Regions from separate parts of the Lactuca sativa genome. Here region 1 is linked to region 2. A link is a contact called in public Hi-C data. All regions are on one chromosome and are shown on one strand. The core of a region is the stretch at or near the end of the contact, and the rest is flanking DNA. Distances in the headings are between cores, read along the strand shown.

Region 1 (5,647 bases), core at 1,850-4,349, 170 kb after region 2:
ATCAGTCGATCCAGTCCTCTTCATTAGTGCTGATCTTCTCCAGGTCATCGGCCATTTCTTTATCAGCACCAAAAAGTGTTGGAGCATGATCCACATACACCTTATTCCTTCGGTAGCTAAGCACCACAAGGTCGTCATTCACCCACATAAACTTCTCCTGCCAGTTCTTCTTGGACTTTTTGTCATGAATAAGGGTAGGGACTCCCCGCCGAAAAGAAAAGGGTATGAGTCCCCGACTGAGTGGAAGCATTAAAGAAGTGCTTGAATGTCGGAATAGTTGGCAGGTGCCCTAGGACGTAACAGAGAAGTTCAAAACCCACTATCTTGTTTATAGCAATAGGGGTCAACTTTCTCACGGAAAACCCATACTCCCAGATAACCAAATTGAAGAAGTATGTAGTAGGAAAACGTAGAACCGCTTCAAATAGGGTGATCAGAATACCGACTTTGCCCTCGAGAAGGCTGTAAAGTAATGCATCAGAAAGGGGGATTTGCACTCCGTGTTCGGGGACGAACCCGAATCGGAACTGGAAAGATTCCCACTCCTCGGCAGTAAGATCTCATCCCAAGGAACGTGCAGTAGCCATTGAAGAGTGTAAAGAAAAGGTTAAAAGGATTCTTTGGGGCAAGAAGACAAAGAAAGAAAGGCAGAAGGTAAGGAGGGAATGCAAGGAATGACAGAGGTTTAAATGCCACTAAAGTGGTAGTAAACGGTTTCATGATGAAACTATCGAAGAACGGTAATTTCTCCCTGACAACCGCATACGATATCAGTAGCAGCCTGCCACGTGTCTGTGAGTAGACCAGAATGACTCTGATATGTCATTAACGCAAAAGCCTACTGGCCTAAGGGACTTGTTAACGTTACCTTGTGCGGCCACATTAAATATAACGAAAAGCATAACTGAGACGTTATCACGCCAGAACCCTGGCGAAGACCTGGCCTTGGCCCAAGTGAGCCAACATTGGGGTGACAATTCACTTTCCCTCACGAGGAAAGAATATTCCCTGTGATCTTCTCATTCACTCACGACCAATTAGGGCGTGACAAAAAGACTAGGTGACACCCATAACTAACGTCACCTGGCAGTTAGTTAGCGTGGGCATAATACTCCCAGTGAGAGGAGGCCACGTATGACACTCACTGGACAAGGTCCCTACGATCTATTAGTAAACAGGTATAAAAGGATCTCTTCCAGCTGAAGAAAAGGATCCGTCTTCTTCCTCACTAAATTTACCATAAAACTCTCTCTCTCGAGAAAACTAAATTAATCGTCAGAGCGACATCCTGGGTGAACACCCGGATGTCCTTTAACGATCTTTTTGTGTTGTGTTCTCAGGAAAAACATCGAGGTACGATCAATCATCTAGCATTCTATTTCCATGAAGAGCATGTCACAACACCGACCCTCGGATCTTTCGAAACATCTACCTACGCACGATCCAACACCGTTTCTTTCACCGTCGTCCATTGCTTGAGAGGTGTTTTTCATGTTTTATTAGGTTCTGGCCGAGTCGCTTCCATATCAGAATCCATTTTGGGTACAACTTCGGGTTGTGATTGAGTTTGGAATTAGGTTTGGGTTTGGAATTGGAATTGGAATGGCGAGTTGGGAAGATAATAAAATTGAAGTCATTTTTCATTTGTGATTGGACTTGAGATTGGAATTGCATTTGAGGTTGGGATTGAGATTGAGGTTGGAATTGTGGTTGAGTTTGGAATTATGTATGGTAGTGAATGATATTTACGTAGGTTGAAAAGAAGGGTAAATTTTGAATTAAAAAAAATGTCAAAAAATGGGTAAAAAACGAATAGTGTTTTGAAATTGATAAATGGCTCACACACACTCTCTCTCTCATTGGCTAGATGTTACCAATTTTGGCCACCGAACTCAGCATGTCGAGTTGGCGTGGGCTTTTGCCTAGTCTCACCGATGCCACTCCGCCTACTTTAAGGCGCTATTTGTTTTTTCTGAGGTAAAATGTCTGCAGTTTTGCGGACCACATCTGCAGTAAAAAAGGTGGATCAAACGTTTGTAGTATGAAAAAAGAAGACTTTTTGTTTTTTAACATCTTCAGGCTGTTAGAGTAAACTAAGATCTAATTAAACTTATTAAAAAAACTTAAAAGAGTTTTTCAATAATTTAATTACTACATTATAGATAATTAATATGTGGATCAACTTTTATGTATTATTATATAAAAAGTAAAAATAAAATGGTACGGATTAACGTATATATTTTATAAAAACCAACAAATTATGGTCGTAAAGGTATAAATAAACTAAATGAAAATTTTCTAAATTTTTATTTTACCTTTTCAATTAAATCAATTAAAAATTTAGCATAAATGTTTTTCCTAAGAAATGAATAATACTATATTAAATAATGTTTTATAAAATTTGGCATAAAAAATATAAGATAATATTAAGATTTTTTTTCATGTCTATATAAATAGCTCCAACGACCTTATTGTAATTAAATTTTTATTTATAAATTTATCAAAAATGTCATGATTGTGTCGTAAATTTTTTTTAGTATAGTAACGTTTTTATTAAAAATTGTTTATAATAGATAAAATTGGAATAAATCTAAGTTTAAAAAAAAGATATATATGTTTTTTAGACTAGAAGATGTCTGAAGAGATTTAAAGACTCTGGTCCATATCTGCGCAAAAAATAAGACGCACAGATTGTTTTAGGTATACCATCTTCACTTTTTGGGTTTGTACTCTTAAAAAAAATAAAAAGTCTACAAAATCTAATGTCTAAACGTGGTCTGTTTACAGAAAAGACCAAAAACATCTGAAGATAAAAAAAACAAACAACCCAACTCATATCCTAAGAAAACTCATCCGACTATATCTTGGCAAAACATAAGGAAAAAAAGACTCGATTTGTCCTTTATTTTCTCTCATAAATAATTGATTTAGCTTTAAAATATATAGGTATTTTTTGGTATATGTTAGGGCGAGGTCACTATCGTTTCTTTTTCTTTTTAATTAAATTTGCTAATTATTTTTTTTCCAGTATTCGCTACAAATTTAATACTTCGATTACAAAACACAATTTGAGCTCACTTATTTTCACATAAATGAGATAAGATATTGCGATTTATATACATGAGCTGTATGGAAGTAAATATTCATATCCATAAAAAAAATGGAGCATATCATTTCGCTTCCATATTACGCCAAAACTCTAACAGTAATCGAGGATTCTATTCCTTTCCCCAGCGCGAGAAATCGGATTTTGAACTTTCTGATTTGTTTATTCTTTGTGGGGTTTTATTATGATTATACAGTAAAAGTGGTCTGTGTGTAGCCACAAGCAACAGATTTTGTCAGATTAGGGTTCTTATTATAAACAGATTATCCGAGTCCAGTGCTTTGCTGTGAATCAGATAAAAAAATTATTCTTCAGCGAACGATTAACGATTTGTTTATGAATTCAGTACCAAATCCATCATTACACATGTATGGAAGCTTCACTTTACTTCACCTTCTTTCTAAAATTTTATATGTTTTCAAATCATATATCCTTTGCATGTTACTGATCATTAACTTGCTTTGATTGATTCTGTTTATATTTTACAGAATTCGAACTTGACAGCTGGAAATGGAGGATAAAATTGTGTCGAAATTCGAAGACGATGAAGATGAATTTCGAAGTTGTTGTTCAGATGAGGAGAAACTTGAAGAAATTGCGGAATTGGAGTCAAAGAATGGTGATTACGAGCTTGATGAATTTTCGGTTCGAATGTTCTTCAAGGGTGTATCGATTTCAAAGCCTGGAAATGAATCGGGGGTTTCTGGAATTGGAGTGATCATGGAACGACCTAACAAGCTTCCTTCGATTCATGTTCAGAAAAGACTTGAATTCTTTGTCGTTGAAGAAGTAGCTGAATATTTAGCTTTAATGGATGGTTTATCTGAAGCAATTCGACATAACATCAAAGGGGTATATGCGTTTACCGATTCCCAGAACTTATTTGATCAGGTGAGCAGATTCTTTTACCTAAGAACAACTGCTTTTGAAAAATCTTCCCAATTATAGCGTTGTACCTATAACTTTTTTCTTAAGGACATTATTTTTTGAAAAATCTACCCAATTATAACAAAGAAATTTGTTGTGTATTTGGATAACATTGCAACAGTTTATAGATTTTTCAAAGTACAGTGCTATAATTGGAAGCAATGATAAACAAATCATTGAAAGTAGATTGCTATTTCCGCATCTAACCCATGTTTTTTTGGCAGATTACAAATGATTCTACCCTCAAGAATCCACTTCTCATGGCATTGAAGCAAAAAATACTTGAACATGTTGAAAATCTTGAACATTTTGTTCTAAAACATGTTCATGATGTCAATCTCAAGTACCCTTTGCATCTAGCAAAAGTGGCAATCGGGATTGTTCATGATACCAAAGATGATCAAACGGTTGAAAATTTTGTACTTTGTTGTGAAGATAAACCAACACCCATGATGATCACATTGAAATGTTCACATAAATTCTGTTCTTGTTGTATGAAAGCACATGTTGATGAAAAAGTTCGGTCATTTGAGGTTCCCATTAGGTGCCCAATCCCGAACTGTAGGAATTACATTTCTACCCTTGAATGCAAAGTGTTTCTTCCCGTTGCCTTGTACACATTGTTAGAGGAGATGGATGCAAGTGAATGTGCAATATGGGGTGAAGAGGAAGAGGAAGAGGAAGAAGAAGAAGAAGAAAATGACGAAAATACCCTCACCCCAACTTCTCATTCCGACCCTTCACAGCAGTTTGAGGAATGGGCATGGGAGTCTTTTGGTTCACTTTCAAACATGACAGATGCTTATTCTGATCAAGAAAGATCACAACTTGCATTGATTCAAAGATTTCTTGAAGGTGGTGGTTTTAGCCTTGGTGACCACCATGAACCGCCATCTTTGCCGCCAGATGATGGCGGCTCGTATCTTGATAACACTATCAAGGACCTTGACCAGCTGCCATGGCTTGAGAGATTTGTTTCTGTTATAAGTGATGATTGTTATAATGAATACACTCGGTGAAGCCATTTTCTTTTAGTGCATTTGAAATTGTTGAAAAAAATCAAAGGTGAATGTATGATCGGAAATTTTCCTGTCGGGTGTTTGTTTCTTTAGGGAAAATATAGAAGACATGGACAATGAGAATCTAAAAAATTGAAGCTTTATCAAGTCTATAATGGATGATTTGCTTTTAATAAATGATTAAATATAGTGTAGAATGGTAAATTTGTATGGAAATTGGAATGTTGATAAATGAAACATATTGCAAAATATAAATGCCTACATATCCAACACCTATGGTATTTTTTTTAAATGTTGATGTTATATATTAGTCTTGTTATTTTTTTTTAAATTAAATGTTATTTGAAATTTATGATTTATATTTTATTAGTTTTATATTTTCCAATTAGTTTTATAATTATGTGAGTTTGTATTGCCATATCACACTTATATTGAATAAAAGTAGAAAATAATCAACAAACAAATACAAATGAGTTTTCAAAAGAAAATCTTTTAGTGTCATAATGTAAATTAAGAAACGTTAGGGGTCCAATACATAATTTGGTTTTTATAAAGGGGTCTTTTAAAGTAAGCCATAATGTAGAGGGTGCGTGCG
Region 2 (5,030 bases), core at 1,695-4,194:
AGTATTCTAAGTTTTATGTTATGTTATAAGATAATATTCTTGTAACATGTTTAGTTTGACAAGCTTTAACAAATATGTCATTTTAAAATTCAAATTCAAATTCAAATTTGGTAACGATGGATTGAATAATGATTTCACAAAAATTGTAATATTCCATATCATTTACTGTGAAAAATGTTGATTTAAAATATTTTGAGTAAAGTGCAAAAATTATCACCCTTTTATGTCGTTTTCTTTTGTTCTTGAAAATGATCTCTTTACAAAAAAGGTTCTTCTTTTATTACGATTTTGGCCATATTCAAAATAAAATATAATATAATATTTTTTTTCCAAATTTTGTGCTTCATTCAAACTTATCATTCTTTTTTATCTTCCAACTAATTTCATGATACCAACATGCGTTATTATTAAAACACACATTTTCACTACTATTTCATGTAGCGTTCGAATAACATTGAATAATTATTTACTATTAAACATCACTTCCCTAGTATAAGGTTTTGTTTGGCAGAAATAAATTAACTTATTGTAATTTAGCGTTTGCTAAGACTACAAAAATAACTTATCATAACATGTAAGCAAGTTTTTTTTTTTTTTTTTTTTTTTTTGATAAATTAGCTTGGGATAGCTTTATTGAAAAATTAGTTTATAAATTAAAAATTAGTTAAATAAACAGTTAGACATGACTGTTGCTTACCAGTAGAGAGCACAAGGAACCATATACATAACACTTCCTTTATCGGATACCCTGTTTGCAGCTCTTTGTACTGATCCACATTACAACCAGGACAGTTTTTATAGAATACCTTGTTCAAAAGTGGCTTCTTAAATTCATTGCCACCCATTTCATATAAATTAAAACCCCAATTCAGCTGTCAAAAAATGTCTAGAAATTGATTCTTCTCAAAAGGATATGATCATGTTAGTTGAGGGAGAAATGAGAATGATCGAAAATGAAAATGTAAACGATTCTTTTTGTTGAAGTAGGGAACTCATACTCCGATAATTACAATATAAAATGGGTGAAATTTTAACTTAAGAAACATCGTTATTTAGGCTGCAGATCATGACATCATCACATATGTCACTAATTGAGAGGCCATCGATGGAGACACCAAAGGATAGATGATATCAGAATTCAAATCAAACATTGGGATTTGATTGAATTGATTAGTTGATAGGGCTGGGTGAGGCATATAATCGAACACATGGTGTGCAGACGACAAACGACCACCGATTGGATCTCGACTGTAGCCGCCATCACCCACCACATTGTCGTTTTCTTCTCTTACGTCTCTCATTTTTTAAAAAATATTCTACAAGGAAGACGTAAGCAAATCCGCGATGGAGATAAACCAAGAATTTAGAATCGAAGCATAAAGCGTTGCCAAAATCGTAAAAATGTGAAATTTTTATCTCTTCCGAAAACATTAGTGCTTTTGGTGTTCTTGCATGCTTAAAGATGAAGTGGTGGTAATAGATTTTACCACGGCGGAGCTTTTTGTCGGCGGTGGTTACTTTCGTTTTCTTGATGAAATGACTCGAATTAATTCCCAAAATAATCGGCAGACGTGGTTGAAAAATATAAGGCTTTGGATTTATTCTTATTTGTACACGTATATTCTAACTTTGTATCAAATACACCTTTTTTTACCCAAATCATTAATAATAATTTCCTATAAATGAATAGTGAAAATGTTAACTTTTTTATTATTATTATTATTATTATATCCTTGTAATTTATTTAAGACAGTTTACTTTGATTTTTTACTATGACTTTTGTAACGTCATATTTTATATAAATCCGACTGTTTTATGTTCATCTAAATAATAATATGTAAATTTTTCAGAAACTGAAACGGAAAAGTGTCCTCAATACGACATAATTTTAATCATATATATAAATTATTTATTGGTTAAATTTAATTCTTTTGATTCCATTTGAAATAAAATGAAAACACGCACACACACCACATAATACTTACCCACATTTAAATGGACAAAAATCTCAGTTGGCAAAAATGAAATGAGCCTCACGTTTCAAACTTATATCATGTTTTTTTCACCAAGACTGAAATATATATATATATATATATATATATATATATATATATATATATATATATATATATATATATATATATATATATATATATATATATATACTTTGTAAAAGGCATTTAATGTATAAATGTTGAACCATTTGTGTACCAATTGCTTGATTTAGGATTTGTTTTATTCTCGACAGTAATATACTAAGGCGGCCACACATGTCTCGAGTTTACTGAAAACAAATTAAAATAGGAAAAACCTTCAAAAAGATTTTATTAAATTCTTTAACTTTTGAACTTTATTATTATTATTAAATTCTTGTTTTTGAAAAGTTATTTTCTATATTTTACTGATAAACTCATATTTCTTTTACAAAATTTGCAAATATATTTTTATATGTATATTTTCAGTTAACACTCTTCTATGTCATTTTATATATTCTTATCTCACTTATCAATTTTACCAAAGATGAGTACTTTATCGGCAACATTTAATTTATAAGACAAAAACTGGTTCTTAGTTGAAATTAACTTTTCAAGCTACAAACATATTCTTAATTAAACTTGAAGGAATAAATAAAAGCATTAGCAATATACTTACCAACACATAAGACCACGATCCAAATAAAAATGAGCTCCTTAATGGGTAACCCCTTTTGCATCCGTTTTTGACGATCCACTTTACAACCCGGGCAGTTTTCATGGTAAACTTGCTCCAAAAGCTCCTTTTTTAGCTCACTGTTGTTCGTCATTTGTTGAATCAAGATTCAACCCTTTAAAAAAATCGCACTTTCTGTCTTTTGATCTGAAATCAAACCGAGTTTTTCTCCTCGTTCTTTCTCTCGGTAGAGAAAAAGAGTCGGAGGAGGAAAATGGAATTGGGCAAAAAGATAAAAATCTACGGACTTCACTCAATAATATATACCATAAGTAAGTTACAATAATGGTCCCTGAATTGTAACTAATTTGGCAATTTAAACCTTATTAAGTTATGACTTTAGCCCTGTAATTAATAAGTGACAAAATACTCCCTCCATGTAATAATGTTATGAGTGAGTTGGTGAAGATGGAGAGTGGTATGTGTTGATGAAATAAAAGAGTTGGTTTATAAATTAAACAAGTTTATCCACCTACATTAGTTATGTATGATTTAACGAATAATATTGGATACACAAATTTTGACTTGAAATATTTTGGTTGATAGAAATATATAAGGGTGTAAATGAATTGAATAAATGCAAACAAGGGTTTGTTCATGTTCGATCATTTAAGTTAACCGAACAAATGAACAAATACAAACAGATAAACGAACGAGTTTTGTTATTCATGTTTGTTCATTTAACAAATTACATTGTTCATGTTCGTGTACATGTTAAACACACAAAACTAAACAAATACAATTGAACATATATAAACATAAACGAACATATAATATAGTAATGTAATAAAAATAATAATTGAACATATATAATCATAATAAACTTAAACGAACGAACATAAATGAACGTTCATGAACATAAATGAAAGAACAAGACTATCGTTCATGTCCATTCGTTTAACTAAACGAACAACAATGTGTGCTCATTTTCATTTATTTATTAAATGAACGAACATAAACGAATTTCCCGCCAAACGGTTCATTGAACGTTCAGTTCGTTTACAGCCCTAAAATATATAATTGAATAATATTTATAGTGGCTTAACAAGTTCGATATGTGTGGGGTGCCATTTCATATACCATCTTTGCATCACACCTTGGTTTTCTTTTTACTATGGATGCTAATAAGAGATTGTAATAGGGTTTGAGGTCTGAGGAATACATTGGACCCAATCCAAAATTTCATCCCCAAATTATTGCCCATATATTCATTATATCCAGCGGTGAATATAAATACATCATCATCTCCATCTTCAACGGGAGAACGATAATCTCTAGGAATTGGGATTTTGTTGGAAAAAAGTGGTTTGTATCTCCACTTCGGAACCAATAACAAAGTTGTGTTCTAGCTCTACTTCGTAATAGTTTATTACAAGATAACTTCATTTTGATATGGCATACGAGTCAAAAGAAGTTGTTATGAATGGGATATTGATTGTTAAAGTATTGCGTTTAAAATAAATGTTTAGAAAGTTGAAGGGCATATGAAAACTATAGAAATTAACATTTAAGCCACATTATATGTGGTTGAATTATAGCTTTGAATAAATAAACACATGAAATCAATGTTGTTTGTATATATTAAAATTTATAGTCAATAGAATTATAGGAAAAAGGAATCACACACATTCTTTAAACAACAAAAATAGCACTACAATCACAAGGCGTAAGTTGCTCAACCCGCGGAAAGAGAGGTGACAAAATTCTGGTGTAGAATATATAGAGGTAAATTAGATGTATTTTTTAAGTTGGGATTTGTGTATTTTTAAAGATATGTTATCTGCTATTATGTCCTGTGAGACAAACATCCAATACTTTGAATGGGATCTGGTTTAAGGAAAATATGTGTTACGTATGTCTCATACAATCCGGGTGCTATTGATCAATTTTGATTTTTATATTTTTTGGGTTGCAAGGTTCGAATATGGGTTTTACATGAATCAGGATCACTAACATAAGTTTAAAAATTCTACTAAAACAAATAAACATTAAAGATTACATATTCACAAAACAAAAAGGTAAATCAAGTTATTTAAATTATTACTAATCATATAATAGGATTGTATGTACTAAAATATAAACATATGAATGAACGAAAAGTTCCAACATGTTTATGGTGGTACTTATATTATTTGTACGCCAACATAAACATATGGTTAAACGGGATATTAGCACCTTATATTCTTTTTCGAGATCCTAATATTGATCGGATCTATAGGAATCGGAATTCAATCACTAACAATGCAAACATAAAAAGCGAAAAGAAAGAAGCATTGGAAAAGTGTCATGTTTGAGATAATAATAAACCAAGAAGGACAAGT

Evidence for each region. Hi-C and Micro-C count contacts between places; a contact is called where the count stands out from the background.
Region 1: a Hi-C map of leaf shows a contact between it and region 2, with 5 times the contacts expected there. The contact joins the promoter of LOC111900145 here to the promoter of LOC111911774 in region 2. A contact is called at or near these places in 2 of 4 Hi-C or Micro-C datasets (both in leaf).

The regions. Positions count from the first base shown.
Region 1 is chr8:193,095,933-193,101,579 of Lsat_Salinas_v11, forward strand. LOC111900145 reads left to right here and starts at 3,100. Exons shown (of 3, transcript XM_023896015.3): 1 at 3,100-3,474; 2 at 3,595-3,997; 3 at 4,258-5,229. The coding sequence starts at 3,617. The coding sequence ends at 5,052. It overlaps LOC111900146 (transcription termination factor MTEF18, mitochondrial), which reads left to right and starts at 5,631. Exons shown (of 2, transcript XM_023896016.3): 1 at 5,631-5,647.
Region 2 is chr8:192,928,027-192,933,056 of Lsat_Salinas_v11, forward strand. It overlaps LOC111911774 (protein ZINC INDUCED FACILITATOR-LIKE 1), which reads right to left and starts at 2,945. Exons shown (of 17, transcript XM_023907515.3): 1 at 2,653-2,945. The coding sequence starts at 2,803.